Regions from separate parts of the Capra hircus genome. Here region 1 is linked to region 2. The links are chromatin contacts, called in public Hi-C maps. All regions are on one chromosome and are shown on one strand. Each heading gives the region's core, a stretch centred on a gene start, on an enhancer-like site or on the middle of the called end of the contact. The rest is flanking DNA. Distances are from core to core; before and after follow the strand shown.

The links. Hi-C and Micro-C count contacts between places; a contact is called where the count stands out from the background.
Region 1: a Hi-C map of blood shows a contact between it and region 2, with 2.6 times the contacts expected there. The contact joins the promoter of PTPN4 here to the enhancer-like site in region 2. A contact is called at or near these places in 2 of 5 Hi-C or Micro-C datasets (both in blood).

What each region holds. Positions count from the first base shown.
Region 1 is chr2:64,596,775-64,602,457 of ARS1.2, reverse strand. PTPN4 (tyrosine-protein phosphatase non-receptor type 4) reads left to right here and starts at 3,608. Exons shown (of 28, transcript XM_018061760.1): 1 at 3,608-4,098.
Region 2 is chr2:64,440,835-64,446,698 of ARS1.2, reverse strand. It overlaps PTPN4 (tyrosine-protein phosphatase non-receptor type 4), which reads left to right. Exons shown (of 28, transcript XM_018061760.1): 16 at 3,694-3,853. Among named protein-coding and RNA genes, the nearest start is that of EPB41L5, 57 kb to the right of the region's middle. Within about 2 kb of position 2,713, at least 1 of the 5 cell types and tissues checked has an H3K27ac peak or open chromatin away from gene starts, as enhancers often do.

The DNA of each region.
Region 1 (5,683 bases), core at 2,359-4,858, 150 kb before region 2:
TGCTGCCACTTTGAACTGAAAAAAAAAATCTTGCTAACTCTCAATGTAATATTAAATTATTTAGATTATGTTTCTTTGTTTTGTGTAAACATAAGATTAGGTGTAAAGTACTCATTCTCATAGCCCTTCTACATCTATAAAATGACAATTTTGAACATTTGATTAATAAAGTTAAAAATTCAATTAATGTTAAGTATGTAATGTAAATGATGTTTTGCTGAAATTAATATTTTTTTTGTAATGAGATTCTGAAACTCACTGCTGTGGTAGGGTCTATTTTTTTTTTAATTTTTATTTTTATACTGAAGTATAGTTGATTTACAATGTTGTATTAGTTTCAGGTGTACAGCAAACTGGGTTAGTTATACATATTTGCATATCCTTTTCAGGTTCTTTTCCCATATAGGTTATTACAGAGTATTGAGTATAGTTCCTTGTGCCTTACAGTAGGACCTTGTTGTTTATCTGTTATATGTATAGTAGTGTGTATGTGTTAATCCCCACTTCCTAATTTATCCTTCTGCCCCAATGGTGTTGTCTTTTTTAGACATGAATTTCTGTGAAACTTTTGCACAGGGTACCATGAGGAATATCAATAACCTCAGATATGCAGATGACACCACCCTTATGGCAGAAAGTAAAGATAAACTAAAGAGCCTCTTGATGAGAGTGAAAAAGCTGGCTTAAAACTCAACATTCAGAAAACTAAGATCATGGCGTCTGGTCCCATCACTTCATGGCAAACAGACAGGGAAGCAATAGAAACAGTGAGAGACTTTACTTTTTTGGGCTCCAAAATCACTGCAGATGGTGACGGCAGCCACAAAATTAAAAGATACTTGCTCCTTGGAAGAGAAGTTATGATCAACCTAGACAGCATATTGAATAGCAGAGACATTAGTTTTACAGCAAAGATCCATCTAGTCAAAGCTATGGTTTTTCCAGTAGTCATGTATGGATGTGAGAGTTGGACTATAAAGAAAGCTGAGTGGTGAAGAATTGATGCTTTTAAACTGTGGTGTTGGGGAAGGCTCTTGAGAATCCCTTGGACTGCATGGAGATCCAACCAGTCCATCCTAAAGGAAATCAGTCCTGAATATTCATTGGAAGGGCTGATGCTGAAGCTGAAACTCCCAATACTTTGGCCACCTAATACAAAGAACTGACTCATTTGAAAAGACCCTACTGTTGGGAAAGATTGAAGATGGGAGGAGAAGGGGACAACAGAGGATTGAGATGGTTGGATAGCATCACTGACTTGATGGACATGAGTCTGAGTAAACTCCGGGCATTGATGATGGACAGAGAGGCTTGGCGTGCTGCAGTCCATGGGCTCGCAAAGAGTCGGACACGACTGAATGACTGAACTGAACTGAGCCATGAGGACATTTGACCATCTCCTAGTTAGAAGGCTGTCGTGTCTACAAAGAGTATTCTATTTTTTTTTCTGATTAGCTCAAGAAATGCAAGTTATAATTCTTGGTGCTAAATACAAAATCAAATGCCAGCATTTGATGACAAGGTGGTCATCAAAATTATCCAGAATAGGCATCGATTACTTTTTATAAAGATTATAATTTAAATAAAAACAAACATTTATCCATTTTGATAGATAATTTGCAGATGGTATGATTCAATGTATATGAAATGCCCAGAGTAGGTGAATACCTGGAGGCAGAAAGTAGATTAGTGGTCAGGGGCTAGGGGAGGAGGGAATGAGGAGTGACTGCTAATGGGTATGGGATTCCATTTGGGGGTGATGAAAATATTCCAGAATTAGGTAGAGGTGATGGCTGTACAACTTTGCAAATATACCAAAAAGCACTGTAGTATATGAATTATAACTCAATTTTTAAAAAGTGACTTCATAGTTTTCCTAAAGAATAGTAGATAGATAGATAGTCCATTTACCTAAAGGACTCATCCTGTGGAGTTTTCCAAAACAAAGGGCATCCCCCTCTTGCCTCTCCAATCCTGAGACTCCAGTTATACTTATATTACAATCAAGATTTCTATTTGTATAGAAGGTCACTGTGCTTTATGGATGAGGGTAGGCAGAATGGGCTGAGGGAGAAGGTCTGGAGATATGAAGGTTAGTTGGAGGACTAGTTACAAAGCTCTACAGGACATCAACAAAGACAAATTCAGATCAGGTGAGTGTCACTCAGAGTCACAGCAATTTACCAGATTTGGAGCTGGTACTGGTCTCAAGACCAGCTGGAGCTGGTCTCAAGTACCTTCTCCAAATCGCACCGATTAAAGATTTAAGCATTTCGTTCTCTCAACAAACTTTTTTGACACTGGGCAATGTCACTGTCACCCAGCATCAGAAGGGATACAAAGATGACCAAGACAAGATCCTTGACTCCAGTAGCTCCCCATGGATAGTGGGGATAAAACCTGCACAGGGATAAATATCTTATAATAAAAAGAACACTGTAAAAAAAGGAGGTATAAACCTATAAGTATCATGTCAAAGAGGAAGAAATTCTTACTTTTGGTAGAAGATCCATTGTTGGAGGATGACTGAGTGTAGACAGGATGGAGGTGAAGGGAAGAGCATTTCAGTGGAAGGAACAGTATGAATAAAGGCACAGAGAACAGAGACACAGAAGCCGGAGAACCTGTCTGGGAAGGAGGAAGGAACCTGGCTGGAACCAAGCTGTGGGAAGGAAAGTCAGAACAACATGGACTGATGGGTTGTCTTTTTAAAACAGAAAAACTGAGCCAGGTGAGAGTCCCTAGAAACTGCAAATTTCACAGATCTGTACAGATCTGCAAGGTTTTAGCTTGCAAAAACCCTCCCTGATTAGTAAATAGGCCTTTTGTCGGGTTGGAGGGAAAATGATTTTTGAAAGAATGTTTCATGAAGGACAGCCCTGGTGGGGTGCTGAAGCTAAGAGCGAGGAAGAGCAAGAAGGAGTCTGATGACAGAAGGGGACTCTGACAAAAATGAACGCAAAAATTCCTCCCGCCGTCATTTCCACTATCATCCAGCCCACAGGCATTTGTCTCACCGCCAGTAAGTTTGTATCATCAAAAAGATTTTAGAATCACCTGGCTAAAAACCCTGGCCTGGTGGTAACTGATTCATACACTTGGTTAGCATGAATTAATCTCATATTTAACAGCACATCGCTCCTGGCACACAGAGGCACTCAAACGCTGTAAATGAATGTTGTTTGTTCTTTGTTTCAGGGTCTATATTTAGGAGAGGAAATCATTCAAATCTGCACCCTAAAACCTGTATCCTTTTTCAGCACTGAAGTTGGGACAACCTGGGACCAAAAGGTCCGGTTTTCCACTTTAAACTGAGGTTTTTTTTTCCCCTCTCTGTGGGGGTCCCTCGAGTCTCTAGGTCCAGCGGGGGAGGGTCCCAGTTTCAGTAACCAATCGCCGCGGAGCCACAGCGCCCCGCCCCTCGTAGCCCCTCCCACCCGCTTAGGTCCCTCCTCCCTCGCACCTGCGCGTCCCCCGCGCTCGGGCTGGTGGGGCCGCTTCCAGTCCGCGCCGGCGGGGAGGGGGCTTGGCCTCACCTCTCGCGAGATCGCCTCCCGTGGCCGCGGCCGCAGCTCCGGGCGGCTGACTGGCGGCGTCTGCGCAGCCGCCATGTTCGGTTGCTATGCTGTGGCCTGGGAGACGGGGTGTGCTTGAGGGAGGAGGAGACGGAGTAGGAGGAGGAGGAGGAAGAGGTGGAGGAGGCGGCGGCGGGAGGGACTGAGCGCCCATTGCACTCTCACACACAAACGCTGCTTAGGATTGCCGCCCGTTCGCTCTCGCCGCGCCGTTCCGCTCCTCCTCCTCGCGGCCCCACATTGTTCCCTCAGGACTCCGGGGTCCCCGGGGCTGGATTCTGGGCCCCGCTCCGGGGCCCCCACCCCCGCGACACCGCTGCGGGGCTGGATTAGCTCATCCCCGCAGGGAGGTGCGGGAGCGCGCGGCAGCCCCGCAGTATGAGGTGGTGCCGGCGGCTCGGGGCCGTGGCGCGGCCGCTGCGGCGCCGGCTGCTGGGCGGACGCTGACGGAGCCCCGGGGGCGGCGCGGCCGGGCCTCCAGGCTTTTCTTCTCCAGCCCGGAGGACGCGGCTGGGACACGAAGGTAAGAGGCTCTGGGTCCCGGCCGCCTCTCGGCCCGGCGTGGCACGCGAGGCTGCTACCTGCGGCCCGCCAGGTGGGGCCGGCCGAAGGCGTGAGACTGATTTCAAGTCAGGGGGGAAGGATGCTTTTTGCCTTACTCCCTTTCTTCGTGGGACCCCTGCTCTCAGCCTCCTGGTGTTTTAGTTGGAATCTCTGTTCTGGGGGAGTCAGGGGAGAAGGGATGGAATAGGTGCGGAGATGGAATGTTCCACGGCCCCTAAACTCTAAGTGAGGTTTTAGAATCTTCAGAGTTTTCCATTGGTGGTAGGATTCCTTTTTTAAAAAAAAAATTGGCTCCTTTGAAAGCTTCCTTCTTGCTACTTGGGCATACTGTCCTACCGTTGAAGTTTTAAGCCTTTTATGATTCTGCCTTTGCATGCTTGTGTTTAGAAACCTGTAGTTGAGCCAAAAGAAAAAGTTGAGGTGTAGCAAAATAGACGTACGGATGCGCTTCCCAGGGTTTCCTTAACATGGAGTAGTTTACAGTGGCACATATATACGCACGGATGGTTCTGGGAAACTTAGAATGGGAGACTTTATGCCTGGGAGGCATTGTACGGTGAACCACAGCGGAGGACAATGTGTATGGGTAGGGTTTTTCAGGCGCTTTTTCTAGGACAGTCTGTGTATCTGCAATATACCAACTGCTGTTAAAATCAGAAATTGGAGTAATATTCGGTTTATGTAACCAAATCTTGGGCCCAGTTGCAACATTACAATTTAACCATGTTTATGGAGAAAAAAAATCAAAACGCCCCAAGTATCCGACTTGTAAAGTATGGTTTGAGTAAAAAGAAGACTGTGGGACTGTTAGGCCAGGGTATTTTTTTATCCTGATTTTTGAACCTTAATCTTTGTTGCCAGAGGGGGGGAAAAATGTTTTTTTAAGGGGGAAGGAGATGGCCTTAAAATAAACGATTGTTCAGAGCCCAAAATGTGCTTAATGGAATAGAGCTAGATAGTACATCAGTTAAATCTTGAATTTGAGAAATTCAACCTATATATATATATTTTTTTAAAGGCTTTTTGTAAGCAAAAGTTTTTCTCTACAGAGCTTCTTTACTAACTCATAGTAGAACACAATCATTTTGTGGATCCCACCATTTTTTGTCAGAATAAATTTATGCTCTAATTACCACAGAAGCTATTTTTATGTCTCTCTCTCTCTCTCTTTCTTTAATGGCACACATATCTTTGTCACCTCTTCTTTGAAACATGTGCATGGTCCCACAATATCATGATCTTGAGTGATTTTTAAGAAGAGACTTATGACCTTATTTTTGTATATGGAAGTGTTTGTGACTTAGCTAGCCTATTTTAAACATTTGGCAAGAGATTTTGAAAACAGGGAGCCATCACTGTTTTGCAGTTTTATTGAGTAGGTTAAAATTAGAAAATCATAGGTTCCTCAAAAGTAGTTATGGATGAAGGTGTGGCTTTCTTATTGCCTGTTTTCCTAGAACCTGCTTAGATTATAGGCTGTGGGTATTGAATTGTTTAAACTTTGTGGTTTTCCCCTGATTTTCTAATTGAATATCTTTTAAAAT
Region 2 (5,864 bases), core at 1,464-3,963:
CAGAAAACATATTATTGATTCAAAATATTTTACACTTGAATAATAAACTATAATAATAATAATAATGTTATTGCAGTTTATCATTCAAGTGTAAAATATTTTGAATCAATAATATGTTTTCTGTTTTCTTTTGGTAAAGACTGGCTTTTATTAATGCACTTTCTATCCTCTGTAAACTTTGTTTGTGCTGAATGTTGGGACTGACTACGCTAAATAAAATTTGTTGCATTAAAAAATGTCATCTTCCTAGATAATTGTTTAAGTAATAGATTGACTGCATGTAATACTTCTACATTAAATATGAACACGGGAGTTATTTCTTAAAATAAGATGAGTTAATATGGGTATGTTTTTAAAATGTAATTGATAGCTTTTGCCCAGAATAAGAATTTTAGGAGTCTGTATTTATATTCTTGATTACTTTTATACACTGTAGAAAGATAGGTAGGTAGAAAGAAAGAAAGAAGAGAGAGTGAATGTTTGGTTATTGAAGTTGAAAAAACAGAAAGGGTAATTGCTGCCAGGATTACTGGGAGAGCACCTAATTAGTGAAAGTTCCCCAGACCAACTATAATAACCCTCTGCAATAATCAGACTTGTGGAGAGCCTGTCTCACTCTCTGTGAAGTTACTTTAACAAAAAAGTAACAAAACAATGAAAGAAGACAGATAGTCCTATCCTGAAATCCAAAATTGTATTGTCTTTTCCTCTCTGAGATCTTGCCTAGTCCTTCCAGCCTGCACTGTATTCTCCTTACCTTTTCTTTAGAGTTCGACTCAAATCCCGACTCAGGCCAGTATACTTAAACTCTCTTCCTTCCTGTGTCTTCCTGCAGACTCTGAATAAGTAAAGGAGAAGGTATAGTCAGACACCTACCAGAGTGTGGGTGGGATTCACGTGGACTGGAATGCCCATGGTCACCCAAAAGCAGCAGCTATCACTTGGCTTTGTTCAGTTGTTAACAACTTGTAATGCTAGTCCATTTTTTCCAGAGCTTCCAAGTTTTTAATTCTGGAAATCCAGATATATAATTTTTTAAATGTAGTCAACTCACAGTTTTACAGTGAACAGGCCAAATGTCTGTAGCTAAAGTTGGCCCAGAAGCCATGAATTTGCAGCCACTGTTCTTGGACAATGATTTCTAATCAAAATGAGTGTTAGTTGTTTAGTCGTGTATGACTGTTCGCAACCCAATGGACTGTAGCCTGCCCGGCTCCTCTGTTCATGGAATTCTCCAGGCAAGAAGACTGGAGTGGGTTGCCATTTCCTTCTCTAGGTGCTAATCAAAAGCACATAATAAAAATCACATCTATAGTTTTTTGGACTGTATACCCCTAGTCTCTAACCCCGGAAGTGCGGATTCAGCAATGAGCAGAATGTCCCATGTTGTCAGTGTGTCAGCGCTGTCCCCTCTTGTAACTGAGTGCTGCCACCATGATGCCCCTGCCCACCAGGCATGGCTCACTTGGACACCGTGCTGCCTATCAGGCTTACATTTGTCCCTGTTGTTTGTCTTGGCACTATGTTTAGACAGCTGAACCAAGGATAAAGATAGTTGCTCTGACTCCATTCCCACCTGATCTTAACCCTATAGTCTTGCCAAGACCTTTAGTTTTAATATGAAATGCTTCCCAGGTGTGACAGCCATACGCAAAACTAAAAAAAAGCTTCTCTTCACCTTCCCCTCATGGTTATACTTAGTCTTAAAGAAGAGATGAGACCTATTGATTAGTCCATGTGAAGTCCAATGACTTCTGGTTTTCGTGAGGTGTTGGAGTATTTTAATCAACTGCCTTTTAGAAATTTCATATCTGAGGCTCTGCCAAGGGTTGCCTACAGTTACCTGTCCTAATCCCCTACAGCAGGCCATGGTGGAAGCACACATCTCTACTGTAATCTGTGAGGACGTTTTCTTGGACCACCAGCCCTTGAATGTATTGGATCTTAGAGGCTTGAGTTCTTGGCAGTTGAAATTAGCAGAATAAAAACTAGTATATCTGGGACCTGGAGTCTCTAGCCATCAAGATAGACCTCAGAGAAGCTTTTGCTGAAATGGGGAGATATGCTGTCTGATGCGGTCTTTATAGACTTACCAGAATTTAGAGCATTTTGAGCCCTGAAGTCTTCCATGTAGACTGCTGAGTGGTTGTTATTGTGTATTTAGCGAGTATAATTTATACTAGATTAGAAGAGCTATATTTTCTCTTAGGAGAAGTTAGATCATTCAGTGTTAATCCTGGCTGACTACCTTGGCACTAAGCAGATTTTAGTATCACTACCATATCTACCAGGTGTCTAGCAGCAAGTCTCTCAGTAAGTTCATAGCTTCTCTACCAAGAGCAGCATGTCTCCAAGAGCCACTCTGGCAGTAACCTCTGTGTCAGTTATCTTAGGCCAAATTATGCCATGGTAGCAGATTCTCCCCACTTACAGTAACATACAACAAGGGTTCTTTCTTCCTTACATTCCGTATACTCACAGATCACCTGTGGCTCTGCTCTGTCATGGTCATTTAAGGCTCAGACTGATAGCAGCCCCTGTTGGGACATGGCTGGTTTCCTGCCTGAGGGAAGAGAGAAACACAAACACAAATATTCCCTTCAGAAGAGACTACTCATATTTCATTGGCCAGAGCACATCATATAGCCAGTCCTAATGTGAGCCAGGGAGGACTGAAGGGTACAGTTCTGCTTCTTGCAGGCCTGTAGATGTGCCTTTAGCATCTGTCCTAATTACCACAGCAGCAGCCATGAGGTTGAGACAGCAGCTGTCAACTCTCTCACCTGTCCTTAGGCAGTGGGATAAAAATTCTTTTATTTTCCCAAAGGATCTTCTGCTACCTCTGAGATAAATAAAAACCCCACTGATGGTCAGTTTTCCCCTTCCGGGTCCCTTCAAGTCCAGGACTTCTATGGACACAGGCTTTCTGGGGTCCAAGTTGAACCACTGGTTCCCCCTTCTGGCCTTTGTGAAAAACTCACCTTTTACTGCATACACTGTGCTCCTTCCTAAAAGGTACATTTTTAACCTTGAGGTTTCCCCTGTCAGACTCAGCTCATCTGCTCCTGCTGCTTCTGCCTCAGGTGTCTGCTTTCTAATGTTAATTGGGTTTTTGCGTCCTCACCTAAAATCAGGTTTTCCCACACTGTCTTCTCCAGTTTTGTCTCCTCAGTGAACTCAGCACTCTTACCCATTGTGTTCATCACTTCCATAAATTGCATTTTATTTCCAAATAAAATGGACAATCCCTTGATTTCTAAGGTGGCACCGAGTATATGTGTTTTAGCTTGGTATCTGTGCACAGCGTGGCTCTCAGTTCTCATCTCTCTGCCTGCCCATAGAACTCCAATGAAGACCTTAGAAAGGGGTTTTTGGAAATATATATACATTGTTATGGTAAATCGATAAATCTCTTCATAGGGGTATCCTTAAAGTATATTTTATTATTTATTACATAAACAGTCTGTAGAATTGTTTACAGATTTGATAAATTAAGAAATTAGATATATTACTTTAAATTTCAAAGTTAAGAAAGTTTTCATTAAACAGTGCACTTGCAAATAAATATGGTATTTAAAGCTTGTCTCCTACTAGACATAGTAAATATGTGAGTTGCTTGACCCTAGCTTTTAAAATAATTATATAAGACAGCTTCCAAAATACTTAATTTTTTCCCCTTCTTTTCCTAACTAGATCACAAGAGACTCCTGGAGATGGGCAGCCTCCAGCTTTACCACCCAAACAATCAAAGAAGAACAGCTGGAGCCAGATTCATTACTCACATTCTCAACAAGATCTGGAAAACCATGTTAATGAAACATTCGATGTTCCATCATCTCCTGAAAAATCTACTGTAAGTAGCTTCTTCAAATATTCTCACATTTAATTGTAAATGAAATTTCTTTCGTACCCTAGCCTGTTTTATCTGTAAATTATATTACAGTACTTTATCTTTTTCATCATATGTTTACTCATAAATTGTGCCACCCTATAACCCAATTGTGGAATTTTCTTTTATCATCGTTTATAAAACATTCATTGCTCTAGAAGTTAATTTTTGACAGATTTGTTGGTTTCAGTCTTGCGAAACACATTTCCAGAACAAATGCTAATAGCCTATTAAATACCATTAATTTTATTATATAATTAAGTGCAGCAACTTTATCATTTTAATCAACCTTTTGAAATTGAATGCAGGTCTTTGGAATATATAATTGCTGTGTTCTTAAAAATATATCCATGAGATATTTTAGTACTTTGTACCAAACAAAAATGGTAAATTTTTAGAATCTCCTGATTTGTGAATTTTCATTGCTTTTTCAAGTAGATGAATCAAAGGTCAGATTGTTAATAAATTTTAAGGATACATTGTGTTTATGAAGAAGTATAGGACAGACAGAAATACGGGTGTATTTCAGGAAACTTAAAGGGATATCAAGGAATAAAGTGAGATACAAGGAGAGGAGGCCCCACAGCAAGTGTGGGTGATGCCAAACGCCCTGCTGGCCATTGCTCACTTACCCTCTTGTTCTTCACCCATAGTCCTCTTGCACTTTCTAAAAGTGAAAAGCCAGAGGCAGCCATTTAAAGTTCTCACACACTCACTGTACCACCACAGACACATCATAGAGATCAAAATCCTTACTCAAAATGAATGACAGCTTTAGTGCTACCTGTGTGGTGATTCCTATGTATCATTCATTGGTTCATAGTTAACTGAGGTCTTTCTTTACCTACTAAGGTAGGTAGTGGTCGGGAAGGTTCCCTGGAGAAGGAAATGGCAACCCACTCCAGTACTCTTGCCTAGTAAACTCCATGGATGGAGGAGCCTGGTGGGCTATAGTCCATGGGTTCGCAGAGAGTCGGACACGACTGAGTGACTCCACTTGGGGCATACAAATACAAATCAGACATCATTCCTCCTATTAAATAACCTACAGTCTAGTTTGTTTTATCACTCAAGCAAAAATTACTTATTGAATACCTGCTCTGTGCCATGCATTGTTATGGGCTCTGGGAATATAGTAGAATAAAATTTAAAAAACTCTGCCTGCAAGGAACTTATATTCTAAGGATAAGGATGAGACAAGCTGTAAACAAAGTAAATAAATTTATAGCCTATTAGATAAATGCTACAGAGACAAGGCAGAAAAGGGCTAGGAAATTTCCAGAGTGGAGTACTACAGTCTTAATGTAGTTTGAGCCAGGGATGAGTTTGGTGATAAACCACATGGATACTTGACAGGAGAGCAGATAAGCCCAGAGAACAACAGTGCAAAGACAGGGTGTGACTGATCCTGTCAGAGGACACCAAGGGGGTCAGTGTGGCCAGAGCAGAATGAGCAAACCAGAAGGAACAGGAAAGGGCCAGATCCTAAATGCCTGGTCTTGTAAAGGTTTTGTCCAGTCTGTAAGTGAGATTGCAAGCAAATGGACATAACTGAGGAGAGAAACAGTGTGCTGTCACTTAGGTTTGAATGGTTTCACTCTGGCTTTTATGTTGAGAAAAAATCAAAAGCAGGGTGGCAGTAGAGAAACTGGCTATGAGGTGTCATCCCATGAAGCAGTGGTGATTGGACCAGCATGGCTGTGGAAGAAATAAGACCATGGCTGAGTTCTGGGGGAGTTTTAGAGTAGAGCTGACACAGTCTGCTGATGGACTGGTTGTAGCGTACTAGGGAGAGAGAATCAAGGATAATAAGAAGATTTGGGGCCTAAACAACTAGGAGGATGAAGTTGCCATTTGCTGGGATGTGAAAGGTTCCAGGTAGAACAGGTGTGGGGGGGATATCGGAAGCTCGATAGGGGCACAGTGATATGTCTGCTAGGAATCCATTTAGAGACATGATTCTGGAGTTGAAGGG